Linked DNA regions of Mus musculus: region 2 is linked to region 1. Evidence: chromatin contacts called from public Hi-C data. All regions are on one chromosome and are shown on one strand. Each heading gives the region's core, a stretch centred on a gene start, on an enhancer-like site or on the middle of the called end of the contact. The rest is flanking DNA. Distances are from core to core; before and after follow the strand shown.

Region 1 (6,826 bases), core at 2,962-5,461:
CCAGAAAGCAGACTACCCGAATATCCAGCACCTACTTTACGACCTTCATAAGAGTTTCAGCAATGTGAAGTATGTCATGCTGGAGGAGAACAAGCAACTTCCCCAAATGTGGCTGCACTACTTTAGAGACTGGCTTCAAGGTAGAACTGTGGCAGGCGGCCATTGCCTTGCACATTTCTGTCATTCTTGGGTCTTACTCATGATTCCCTTTCTGAGCACCCTGCGAAGGTGTTCTGTCATAATGGAACAGCATGAGTTTCTTATTGCTCTCTCTCTCTCTCTCTCTCTCTCTCTCTCTCTGTCTGTCTGTCTGTCTGTCTCTGTCTCTGTCTCTGTCTCTCTTTGTTTCTCTTTGAGACAGGATTTCTCTGTGTAGCCCTGGCTGTCCTGGAACTCAACTCTGTAGACCAGGTTGGCCTTGGACTCTCAGAGATCCTCCTGCCTCTGCCTCTGCCTCTGCCTCTGCCTCTGCCTCTGCCTCTGCCTCTGCCTCTGCCTCTGCCTCTGCCTCTGCCTCTGCCTCTGCCTCTGCCTCTGCCTCTTGAGTGCTGGGATTAAAGGTGAGCACTACCACATCGAGCCAGTTTTTTAAGATGTAGAGTGTGTGTGTGTGTTTTGCCTGCATATATGTATTGTATCTGTATCACTTATGTGCCTGATGCCTGAGTTCAGAAAAAATATTGGATTCCTTGGAACTGGAGTTGTGGGTACTGAGAACCAAACCCAGATTCTCTGCAAGAGCAGGAAGCACTGAGAGCCTCTCCAGTCTTGTTTTATATGAAGCCCACTTCTCTGGCAACCTCCCAGCTCTGGCTTTTTGTAACTATCTGAGCAAGAGCCTGTTAACTCATTTAGGAACATACAGTAGGGAAAGGCAGTTCGAACCAGGGAGCCTGGATGCTTCTGTTGCTCTTTTCTTCTGGATGGCAGCTGGTTTGGTGGCCAAGTGAAAATTAGAGTATTTGGTGGGATCTCTGAGCTGTCTGCTAAATTACAGCCTACTGTAGCCGTGGATTTTGGGTCAGCTGTTGTGTATTTTGACTGTCTTTTCAAAGTTCACCCATATACTTTGGGCCCAGAGCAAATTTGAGTGGAAGGTATAGAGAAGGTTTGCTCTCCCCAAGCCACCTCCCCGTGTGTCAACATCCAACACTAAAGTGGTCTGTGTGCTTTACCCTTCCAACTGACCATAGACATCATTGACTTCCAAAGAGCCTTATATGGACAGGCCATCCTTCCATCTGGCGATGAACTTAAAAATACTTTGCTACATCCTCGTATTTCACAAAAAGGCAAATCCTACCCCCTCCCCCTTCTCCATTTTATCTGTCCATTTGTGTGTGAGGGTGTGTGTGCACCATAGTATCCATATTGAGATGGACCCAAAGACAACTAACTGTCCTCTTTCCACCATGTTGGTCCTGCAGATCAAACTCCTCCGGTTTGGTGACAAGCACCATCCTAGACACATCTCTAGGAAATATTAGTTGGCAGGGGAACGCTATAAGATGGTCCGAATTTGCTTGTAACTACACGCTGACTGAATACGAATGGCGTTCAGTGGTTCCCAAAACATCTGTTCATGTTGACATGCGCAAATAACAGTAGACAATCAGGACGATTATCCACACAATTCAAGCAAAATTACTCTTACTGGAGTACCCAAATAATTCTGACTCCAGTATTTGTTGGCTTAGATTATCCCAGTGGCTGTCTTAATTTCCCACTTAATTAGGCTTGTTTAAACACATATTTAAGTGCCCCTCTTTTTGTCTTAAGACAGCCACTTTCCCTTTGAGTTTGCATTAGGCGATAAACAACTTGATTTGACAGGAATTGGTGTTGAGCAGTGACTAGAATTTGCCCATACCTGTGCGCCATGTCCGACTTTGGGAGATGGTGGAGAAAGCATAACTTTACCCTGGAGAGTAACTTGAATTCCCTTGACTTTTTAGTTTCTTACTCTGTTTCACAAGGCATTGTTTTTTAAGTAGTGAATTAACAAAGAGCCAAACTGTTGAGAGAGTCTCTGCTTTTCCACAGTCCCCTCCCCATCCCAACTTTCACCAAAGACATGCAAATAACTTGCCACCAATGACAAAGAAGTCTGCTGTGCTGAGTGGAGGAGGGTGTTGTAGAATGCTCTCTCCAGTGTCTTCCCTTTGGTGAGGTAGGCCAAGGTTGAGAAGGGCAAGCACACGGAAGACCCAAATCATTCAGATGTATAGATATCGGTATATTTGAACCACATTGTGGCTGCTAAGCAAACAACACCCAGCCCCAGACATTTGTGCCCATGCGTGCTAAGATGGCAGGATACCATGCAGCCCTGGGGCTGTAATGCCTTCTGGATCCTACAGAGCACTGGTCACAGACACCAGGGCTCTAGCTTGCAGAGGCATTATTTAGACCTCCTGAGTGGTTGGTTACTTGGGTCTTTGAACATTTCTTCCAAATTCTTGTTTATGCTTTTGAAGTCCGTTAAACTTTGCCAGCTCACTGGTGTCTGTCAACACTCCAATAGTTACTTTGTTTTTTTCTCAGTCCTAAAACATACTTAATGGCTAATACAGGCCATTTTGAAAGTCAGCCCTGGGTTAGAACCCAGGAAAGCACTCTCCCTTTGAGAAATAATATCTCGATCTCTCAGGACATCTGTGGTAAAGTTGGAGATGAAATCTAATTGCTTCATGTACAGGGGGTGTTCATTTTTTATTCACACTGACTTACATGAACAAAATACATTATCATTTCATTTCTAGGAGCTTATATACTTGGGTAATTTCCTTTAGCCTAGACTCAAAATAATTTTCCGTGTAAAGTGTTTCTAGTTAAAGAACTGCAGCTGAAATGTAAGGGTTTGCAGTAAACTGTTGGAATGTAAATGTCAGCCAAGGGGCAAGTGTTTGGTGTACAGCCTGTGGAAGTTCAGATTTTCAGTGGTCAGTCAGAAAATACTAAAGGGGCCCTGAAAGAACTTTACTGTTGGTGACCATAGCTGGAGAGCACATTAGGGCTAGCATTGTAGGAAATTCATTCTAAGTTGGTGGCAGGGCACATGCACAGATCCCTAGGTATTGCAGAAGTCTCTGTGACTATACCTTTGCAAATATACTCTCAGTTACCTGCTTTGACAGCAGATGCTGCTAAGCTTCTGGTATTTTCCATGTATTTTGCAATTACTTCTAACAGCACACTGTACCTGTGAAAACCCACTCTAAGTAATACATGTGGAGTATGGCTGGCCTTAGGCTGCCTGGGCTCAAAGCTTAGCTGTGACTTGTCACCAGGCTCAGTCCTCTCATCTGTAAAATGGGAATCATGATTGGTTCTCTCAGGAGGTAAGCAGCTGAAGGCTGACTACCTGGAGCCAAGAGGCCCACATAAGTCTGAAGTAATAAAAGCTCTCCTCTCTCCTTGCTTGGAAAACAGACCAGGATTCTTGTAGGGGGTTGGGGGACCAGTTGTCTTTCTCTGTTTATTTTATTTTTCCAGAGTGGGAGTGGGGAAGAGCTTTGGGTCTTAAAATAACATCTGTGTAGAGTAGTGCTGCCTCTCTGTGCAAACCTGTGAAAAGCTGTGGGAGAGATTGCCACCCCGGTGGTCCCTCTACCCAGGGCCTGTAGGTGACCCAGCCTACTTCCTAAAAACAAAGCCCACTGCATAACAATGCTGGAGGGAGGCTTTTGTTAAAAAGGCTGCTCCAACTCTCCCCTCTCTCTATTCCCAAACACCTCACTGTGCTAAGCATTCACAGACCGTGTGTTTTTGTTGTTGTTGTTGTTATTTAGTTTGTTTTAGTTTCTGAAGTGCCCTTAGGCAAGTCCTGAAATGGAATAAAATGTATCTGAGTAGATGTGTCTGCTGCAGGGGGTATCTTGAGCAGCTGGGACTTGGGGGGTCTACTTGGGAGGTGTCTGGTGTGCAGTGAGGCTGGTGGGGGTATTGGGGAGAGCACCCCCCAGGCAGTGCTCAGCTCCAAGTCTGGGTCACCAGGGCCCTGTCTTCTCTTCCAGCATGCTTACCTCTTTACAGCTGTAGCCAAACTGTCAGGTCTATAATGATGGTTTTGATTACAGCGGCCAAGCCCAGCTGTGTGTGGTGAGCTGGTGGGCTCGCCCATCCCCCAAGCCCAGAAGGCTCACTCTTTCCCGCCCAGGGCTTGCGGTTTGTCATCTGTTCTCACAGAGCCCCACAGAGCCTCCCTGTGTCGGCCTGTGGCTTCCTGTTCTCAAACTGATCCAAATTTCCCCTGTGAGGTATTTCCTTGTGCTCCCTCTCCTCCACACAGCCCTCCACTCAGAAGGAAGGGTGGCAGGGAGGAAGAGAACAGGGGGAGAGTGAATAGGTGCTGGCTGTGATCTTTACATGGCCTGGCAGCAGGTCCCACAGCTTGTATTAGCTGCACAAGTCAAACAGATGGATCAGATTGACAGAGCTGTGTTCCCTCACCCTGGCTCCAGGGGCAGCCAAGTTGGGAGCTTGAATGTGATTTTTTTTTTCTGCTTGGGGTGGATTTTCTGGTCTTGGTGAGGAACTCCTGACCTATCTCCCTGTGTGGCGTGAAATGGTTAATGGATATGGTCTGTGTCTTTTCCCCTTGCTTTCTCTTGCTACAATTAGTCAGGAAGAAGGGTGGGGGGAGGCCAACCTGGCACTTGGGAGGCAGGTGGATTTGTTAGTTCCAAGCTAGCCTGATCTACATAGTGAAGTCAAGGTGCAAGCCAAGCAGAGATACATAATGAGACCTGCTCTCTCCCTCCCTTTCCCACTCTCTCATTCAGTCTTCCTTCCTTCCTTCCTTCCTTCCTTCCTTCCTTCCTTCCTTTCTTTTGGAGAAGACAGGGTTTCTCTATACAGCCATGGCTGTCCTGGAACTCACAGATCTGCCTGCCTCTGCTTCCTCCGTTTTGCAATTAAAGTCATGAACTGCCGTGCCCTCCTCTCCTTTTCTTCTTTTTGCTTGTTTTCTTTAAAAGATGTGTGTGTGTGTGTGTGTGTGTGTGTGTGTGTGTGTGTGTGATGTGCGTGTAGAGGCCAAAAGAGACAGTTATCTCTAGAGTTGGAGTTGCAGGCAGTTGTGTGCCCTCCAGAGTGGATTCTGGGGTCTGAACTTGGATCCACTGGAAGAACAGCAGCTCTAAGCCATCTGTCTTGTTCCTGGGCTTTCGTTCCTTAGTTTAAGTAAAGTGTGTGTGTTTTATTCTTCCCTCTGAGCATCTTTTGATTAGCACCACAGTTCATTCACTAGCAGATCAGGAGTCCTTCCTTAAGTGAGAGAAAACTGCAGACAAGTCGCCTACCCTGCCTCCTGTCCTCAGCCTAATCCCTCTGGACCAAAGCTCTCAGGCCAGGTTTTAATGTGTTGCACATGTTTCTGTTTCTAGGACTTCAGGATGCATTTGACAGTGACTGGGAAACTGGGAGGATCATGCCAAACAATTATAAAAATGGATCAGATGACGGGGTCCTCGCTTACAAACTCCTGGTGCAGACTGGCAGCCGAGACAAGCCCATCGACATTAGTCAGGTATTCCCGATGTTTCAGGACACTGAGCAGTTATTACATCTAGGCAGCTGACCCATGGAATAGGGCTGGCAGTGTATAATCCCACCTTGTGTCCCATGAGAACCTGAAGTGATAGGAGATGGTAGGAAGAAGCTTGAACTGGCTCTGAGCTAGCCAGAAAACTTCCCTTTCCCTGCCTGTCAAGCAAGAGGAGGGGACAGACAGGTGTTGCCTCTAACACAATAGCAATGGGCAAAAATACAGTATGTTAACACTGTGTGCTTTTCCCAGTGGTGGGAAGCACCAACCCATACTGGGCTTTCAGAGTTTATTGAACACTGAAATATGTGTTATATGAAAATACATTAGTATAGTGGTCTCAGTTATATTCAGACATGGGATGGTGGGTTTATTGGAGAGCAATCATTTGAACAGAGGTTGGGTAGGTGGGTGGCTTAGAAGATGAGCAAAGTCACTAGAGGTTGAGGATGGATTAGTTATTTAATGCTTTCTGGGGTCAGCTTGGCCTCAGCAGTAGATGTTGAGTGTAGGTGTGGGCAGCTACCTGCTCTTGAATATAGCAAACGTAAGCAGGCGTAGAAGCATGCAACCTCCCCATGCAGCTCACGCCACAGTATGTTGAAAGCTGTTCTTTTGGATAGTATCTTGTATTCAAAGTACTTGGATTCTAGCATATCCCATTTGGTTTCCTCAGGGGTTGCATTTGCACCCTGGATTTGGGGTGAGTCCCAGGCCTCTTTGCTCTTGGTAGTTTCCTATCCTCAGGCAGAAAACATCTCGTTAATGATCTCCTTGTCAGCTCTGCATATTGTCCTCTCTCCCTTTTGCTGGCACTAAAGGTGACAGATTTACAAAGTACATTGTTCAGAGTCATTGTGGAGTGTGAGGTTTGATGCTTTATAGTGGCGTGCAATGAGCTGTCGGGCCTGACAAGGGTACGGCAGACCAGCCTGCCTGAGAGGATAGCAGGGACGGACTGAATTGGAGTTAGAGATCAGGGAATCTGTGGGACGCCTGTGGTGGGGTCCAGGCACTGAGATATCATTTCCTCTCCTGGGGGAAAGAAGAGCACGCTGCATACGTAGAGGCCAGGAGCTGTGCTATGTAATTCCAGAGACAGTCTGAAAACCTACAGTTGTTAGAGATCCTGTGGATTAATTGAATCCAGATCCCTGCAGTCTACTCTGCCTGTCTCTCCCCCACCCCCCCGCCCCGCCCGGTCTCTTCCACGCTCTTTATTCCCCCACTCTTTTCTCTGTGAACTCCTGTCACTGGTGTTCGTTAAGAAAGACCAAA
Region 2 (6,826 bases), core at 1,530-4,029, 480 kb before region 1:
TTTCTTTCTTTCTTTCTTCCTTCCTTCCTTCCTTCCTTTCTTTCTTTCTTTCTTTCTTTCTTTCTTTCTTTCTTTCTTTCTTTCTTTCTTTCTCTCTCTCTCTCTCTCTCTCTCTCTCTCTCTCTCTCTCTCTTTCTTTCTTTCTTTCTTTCTTTTTTTTTAAAGACTATTATGTGAGTATAATGTTGCTGTCTAGAGACACACCAGAAGAGGGCATCAGATCTCATTACAGATTGTTATGAGCCACCATGTGGTTGCTGGGATTTGAACTCATGATCTTCGGGAAGAGCAGTCAATGTTCTTAACCGCTGAGCCATTTCTCCAGCCCCCCCCCCCGTGTTTTTTAAAAAAAGTTAATAACGTGGCCAGGTTTGTGGGTGCTTTTCTCCCTTCCATCTTCTTCCTTTCCCATTTGTCTTCCCCTCCCCCATCTTCCCTCCCTCCCCATCTTCCCTCCTTCCCTCCCTCCCTCCTACTGATATCTCACTCCCATCTATCTCATCCTCTCTTCTTCCTATCCCCACTTCTACTCCTTTCCCTTTTTTTCTCCCTTGTATTATGAAAACTTTTCAAATGTGATGAGAATTTTTTTTTCCTCAGCTACCTGTCTAAATTTATCTCACATACTCGGTTCCTTTTGTAGAAAAGAGATAATGATGGAATAGCGCTCCTTTATAAACGTTCCATGCATGCCATGGTAAAGCATCCTTTATACTTTCTGGCTGTCTAGTTGCCCAAACAAATTGACCTATGCACCTTGGAGACCGAACACCAAGGCTATGAACCCTGGAGTAGCTTGGCCTAAATCCAGGTGGGAAATGACTGAAATATTGTGGCCAACTGAGCCTAAACTTTATTCTTCCTAGACCATACCTGGTACCTCCCAGGTGATACCATGGACTGTGTCATTTTCCTGTGTTTTCCTTAGCCCATTGCACCCGTGTCTGTGGAGCACTGTGTCTGTGGGGCATTGTGTTTGTGGAGTACTGAGTCTGGCGATCAGTTTATCTCTGGCCTCATCCTTTTTCTCATTTGCATGTTTCCTCCTGCCCTGTCTCTTCATGGCTTTAGTCAAAATATACTGCAGAGGAGGCTCTGAAGATGGATCCAGACATTAGAGCATATACAGAGCTTCCAACAGTAGAAACTCAGATGTCTCATTAGGGGACACATGGATGTCTCCAGGTCATTGAGTGGGGTGTCAGGGCCAGTTCCTAAACACTCATCACTAATGATGTCAGAGCTTGTGTTCAGGGCTCCAACTGAAGGGTGATTTCAGCATCAGGTATACTAGCAGTTGGAACCGCAGCCATCTTCCAGCTTAAGGTTTAGAATTTCTGTTTTAGCAGAGGAGAGGCATGTGTGTTTCCCACAAGATGTTTTACATGTTGAAGTTGAGTGTTCTTGAGAAACGGGCTTTGCACTGGTGGATGACTGGGGGGTTCCAGAGCAATGTGACTGCTCTATGAGAAATACAATGTGAATACAGGGTCTTGTACTTCATCAGAACCCACACAATGCACAACGTCCTGAGTGATCCTTGTTGAGCTGGTGATACGGGGTAAAGATAGCATACTGCTGTGTGCTCTCATGAGAGGTAATGATAGCATACTGCTGTGGGGTCTTAATGGTAACAAATGCCCAACATTGGGTAGGAGGCGGGTGGTGGGGAATTGCATGTGTTAAGGCAAGGATATGTGGGGACTCTATGCTAAATTCCTTTATGTCATAAACTTAAAACTGTTCTAACATAAAATTTGTTAACAAAACACAATTAACCCTCAGAGAATGAAAAATTGTCTTTAAGACAAATTTCTCTCAATCTGTGTATTACATATGACCATCATATTTGGGAAATTATTGGAGGAATTTGGATATTGGTCTGACATTGAAATCAGCCTGGCAAAAATGAAGATATTCTAAAGAGACTTTTGTCTTTCAATCTGACCATCAGATAATTGAGACGATGTATCCCACAGAGGTGGGAATTTCTCCCGGCTCTCATGTAGGGAGAAGGAAAAGGCACTAGCTGAAGGGTGAGCTTGACTCCCAGAAAGAGTTCTCACAACTTGTCAGACCACATATCAGACACTGGTGGGTCAGTGGTGAGTCAGACCTCACATTGACTGGACTGCTGAGATGTGCACATCCTTGGCTCTTTATTTATATGTTGATCTCACTTCTGGATCCCAAATATGTACTTTATGGGTTTGCTGGATCTTTGTCCCTTTGCTGAATAAATCTCTGTTCTCTGCTTTGCTTTTTTAAATTTGGCTTTTTTGAAAAGTATGGCTTACTAAGAATGACTGGTCAGACTTGGGGTGTGGGTTGTAACTCCCAAGTCCAAAACCAACACTACTTTTGAAGACACAGCTGACCATATGGTTAGCCATGCTGCTTAGAAGCAAAGGATTAATGGCTCCCGGAGTGTGCACGTGGCCAAGGGGACACAGGAAAAACCCAAACAAATGGAAAACAACTAAATGCTCAATCTCCCTCAACTTTGCAATCACAAATACGATAAAAATCTGGTCAGTAATTGCCGATTTAAGACATTGCTCATCTGGTAGGAAAACACATGGATACAGGACATGCTGAACAAACACCGATGCTAACGAGGGCCTTGTTTGACTTTATTTCAGTGAGGTCTGAGGTTTCCCAAATCACCTGTGTGTTTCTGGGTGACCTGTGGGGTTTGGGATCAGGATATAAGTTGCTGACTGGTGAGCCCCACACAGACACCTCAGCCCTGTTCTCTGTCTGCACTTTGGAAAGGATTTTTGGACGCCCATCTGGGTCCTCCACAAACAGTCCCTGCCTGTTTGCTTTTCTAGTGACCTTCTGGTTATTCAAGTCTTTCTTTTCCTTCTGAGAGAGAAGGCTTAACTTTTTCTTTTCTTTCTTTTTTCTTTTTCTTTTTCTTTTTCTTTTCTTCCTTTCTTTCTTTTCTTTTTTTTTGTGTTATGATATGCTTTTCTTTATTACCGTTGCAGCTGAGAGGAATAAAAACTCTAAAGACAAAACAAAAGAAAGCAGAGCCCAGGAGAAAGCCCGAGGAGGAGGCAACTTTTGCCTGTTGGTGTGTCTGGGTGCGGCTGGCAACACACACATTCCTGGGCAGCTGTGGTGCTTGAAAACACAGGCTGTCATTTCCCCTGCATGGAGGCATAAACCTCCCAGCCATGTGGGTGGTCTCTGTGAAGACACAGCGTCTGTCCCATTCAGGAACAGCCCTCACTCCACGGAGAGGCCCCATGGCAGGCAGGATGTTTGCTGTTTAAATAAATAAACTGATCAGAGGCTTGCTGGCTGTGAAGGCTCCCTGCCCTCCCTTCCACAAGACAGGTCCTAAGGCAGAGAAAAGGCCCACCAACAGAAAGGAGCCACCAACGCCACCCACTGTGGCTCACCCTCCTCCTCCTGGTCCCTGACCAAATGGTGCCAGGCAGCCAGCAGTTGTGGTCAGCACTTGGCGATTGGAGGCAGCTGAGTGTGTCACTCTAGCTGCTGTAACCAGGGTCTTCTTAGAAATGCCAGTAAACAGGGGGAAACCCCCTCAGGACTCCACTGCCCTCCGATTTTGCCTAGGTGCTTTGTCCCTTGTCCCCTTTGTAGTAGGGAAGTTGAGGAGCTTGTCTGGTCTTTTCACCGGCTTCCCTTCCAGCCTACCTATTGATCAAAATCTTCCAAGAATCTCAGTCTTCACTATTCCAGCTTTAGCTCCAAAAGGAAACCTTGTTAGAAACCCAAATCCTGTCAGAAACCAGCTCTGGGACAGGCTCGAGTACTCAGAGTCACCTGTCTTTCTGGAGTCTCTGCACACAATGCTGAGTAGCTGGACTGTGCACATTTGAGAGCGGGAGTCTGTGGGCTTTATGCACCAGGGTCTTCCTAGATGCCTGGTGCCTGTCCAGGGTGCTCAATAACTGTTTATAGATGAACAGAGGAAGAGGACAGACATGGGAGAGATAACACGAGTGATTGGCCTTTGTCCTCTCATTCTTTTCTAACATTTTCTCTACCCTGCCCCATGCAGCCCCTCAGGGCTGTTGCTGAACAGCAGTGGGTCTTTGCTACTGATAGATGAGTAAGTGTCTCTCCTGCTGTGATGAGTTCTAGCGAGACAAAGATCAAAAGTAAAAAAATGTTGGCATCTTAACTCCACATAATCGAAGTAATTAAAACCAGAATCTGTGTTTTGAAGTTGTATCAGTTGAAGTTGGTATGTGCTAAGAGGGAATGGGTTCCTGGACAATCCAGCAGGGTGTGTGTGTGTGCGTGTGTGCGTGTGTGTGTGTGTGTGTGTGTGTCTTTTCCATAATTGCTTCGCATGGATTGTGAGATTTGGTCCTTGTGACAGAGTCTCTCTTGGATTAGGAAGCTATTCGCAGAACCATCGGGGTGGGCATCTTGCAGAGGAGAAGAATAAATATAGTCATTTTCCATCTCAGACCGAGTTGCCCTGTATTCTGTTTAATAAAAGACAAAGGACGTCTGCTGGGGGCAGGCGGTGTCCCTGACTATTCTGCAGACAAGGGATGGAGGGGCAGGGAAAGAATGGTGTTGGAGTGGCTCAGTGCTAGGCCAGTCGTTGGGAACAGAGACTACAGGGAGAGGAAGGAGATTCCCCCATACAAAGATACGGTCAGGTGTACTTAAGAGCATGGAGAACAAGTAGCTAAGGTCAGATTGTACTTCAGGGTCACAGTGAGAATGGTTAAAGCTGGCTCAGGGAACACCCTTCCGTCCTTGTTTGGGCTGAGTAAATCCTTGCAACAACATGGCAGTGAAGACAGGGCTGGGGTTAGGAAAGAGCACCCCTACTCAGCAGCATCGGAACTGTGATTCCTCAGTGCTACAGCTCAGTTCCCCCCGGGGACTCAGGTGTTAAAAGCTTGGCTCCTAGCATGGTGCCAGTGAAGGGTGGTAGAGATTTTAGAAGGGGCCTAGCAGGAGAGAGGTAGGTCATTGGGGACAAGCCCTTGAGGAGGATAATGAAACTCTGGATCCTTCTTTGGCTGTGAGGTGGGTGTGGCTTTGCTCTTCCACAGATGCTTCACTGATGTGGCACCTCAGCAGGCCCAAAGCTGTGGAAACAACTAGTTGTGAGGTGGAACCCTCAAAACTGTGAGCCAAAATGAACCTTTCTGTGTAATTAAGTTAATTACCTCAGGTACCCAGGAGGGACACTGAGGGTATAGCAATTGCATATTAATAGAGGAAGGTAACTTCTCAAATACCTAGGAGGCTAAGTTCCTCAGGCTTTCTCTGACCAGACTCCCTGAACTCTGGGGTGCCTACCTCTGAATATGCTGTGGTCTCTTCTAAGAGCTACTCTGTGTCACTTCAACTCTATGGTAGGAGGACAAGCTGTTCCACTGGCTTCAGAGACCCTCCTCCTGCCTTCAAGGAACTCTTTCCCCTAAACGCTATGTCAGAGAGAGGCCACCTCTGTCATTGCAAGGCAGTGCCCCCTCCTCCCAGATTATAGCACTCACTACCACCTGGAATGTCTATACCTTTCTCCCCTTCTTTCTGAGTCCTCACTGGATGTATGGCAAGCACAGGAGAGCCACGTGTCCTGGACATATACTCCAGGCCTTCAGCACTGATTCCTTCCGTAGTGACTTCAGACAGAAGCTCACATCCAGAGGGGCCACCTGCTTGGGCTGTACCCTAACAGGGCTCTTTCTAATAGTTATTAGCCCAAATGTGTGTGCTTGCAAAACTTCTAGAGCCTGTTCAGATGTCTGCTGGAGGGAACAACTTTGCCTGCTATGGTGGTTCGAATAAGGAATGCCCCCCCCCCATCAACACATTGATCCCCTCTTGGTGATGGTGCTTGGGGAAGTTATAGAACCTTTAGGAGGCGGAGGCTTGATAGACAGCACTGGGGTGGGCTTTGAGGCTTTAAGCCTGGCCCTACTCTGGTTCTCTCCCTTTGCTTTGTTTATAGTTGAAGATACAACGGCTCAGTTCTCTGCTCCTTGTTGCCAGAGCCTCCCATCTTATCTTCCTGGAACTGTAAGCCAAAATAAGCTGTTTCATAAGTTGCTTTGGGTCATGGTGTTTTGTCCCAGCAAAAAGAGTAACAAACGCATCTGCCAGTGCAAAAACGAAGATGGGCAAAGTGAGGGAGGGAGGAGGCAGCACTCGGGGAGAAGTCAACGTCTACAAAAATAAACCAAGTCATTTAGCTTCACAAGCTTGGATACGCTGTGGAAATAAGGCTTAGCCCCCAGAGGAAGAAAAGCACTTTGGTGTCTAGTGATGGTAGAGTAGCCAAGCTCATGTAACCTTCACTATGAGCAGGACTTTGATATGCTTGAAACGTTAGAGCTAGAATATACAGTGAGCTCCAAAGGCATCAAATGCCCCCACATTTATCTTGCTTACCCAGATGAGGTCTTGCTTGAAAAGTCACCTACGTGATTTCTATCAAGAATTAAAAGAGAAGTTGCAATGTGCTGAGGAAGAAATGGCTCACTAAAGCCTACATGGTTTTGCCATTTAGTCACCACAAATCTGAGAGGAAGAATGGAAGAATGCACACACACACACACACACACACACACACACACAGTTTCGTGGAAGGCTCTTGAGGAAGATGCTCTAAGTTGCTTGGCCGCATGAAGGCCAGGAAGCAAAAGAGCAAGAGGGACAGGCAGGAAGGGCTGAGGACATCTTGCTAGCGACCCCTTTCTCCAGCTAGACCCTCTTCTCAATAAAACATCATACAATCATGAAGGGTTTCCTCTACTGATTAGACCACAACTCTGGGGATCCAGTCACTTCCTAAAGCCTGTCATCCGGCACCTAAACCATC

What was found. Hi-C and Micro-C count contacts between places; a contact is called where the count stands out from the background.
Region 2: a contact with region 1 is called in a Hi-C map of cerebellum, with 1.6 times the contacts expected there. The contact joins two enhancer-like sites. A contact is called at or near these places in 1 of 484 Hi-C or Micro-C datasets (cerebellum), 2 of 115 datasets of contacts at active chromatin or transcription factors (embryonic stem cells and large pre-B cells) and 1 of 9 other capture datasets (embryonic stem cells).

What each region holds. Positions count from the first base shown.
Region 1 is chr13:63,525,851-63,532,676 of GRCm38.p6, reverse strand. Ptch1 (patched 1) reads left to right here. Exons shown (of 24, transcript NM_008957.3): 15 at 1-140; 16 at 5,388-5,530. Among named protein-coding and RNA genes, the nearest start is that of Ptch1, 36 kb to the left of the region's middle. Within about 2 kb of position 4,211, at least 157 of the 459 cell types and tissues checked have an H3K27ac peak or open chromatin away from gene starts, as enhancers often do. A contact at or near this core is called in cerebellum and embryonic stem cells, where this site is marked.
Region 2 is chr13:63,999,679-64,006,504 of GRCm38.p6, reverse strand. No RefSeq gene overlaps it. Among named protein-coding and RNA genes, the nearest start is that of Gm30999, 53 kb to the left of the region's middle. Within about 2 kb of position 2,779, at least 74 of the 459 cell types and tissues checked have an H3K27ac peak or open chromatin away from gene starts, as enhancers often do. A contact at or near this core is called in cerebellum and embryonic stem cells, where this site is marked.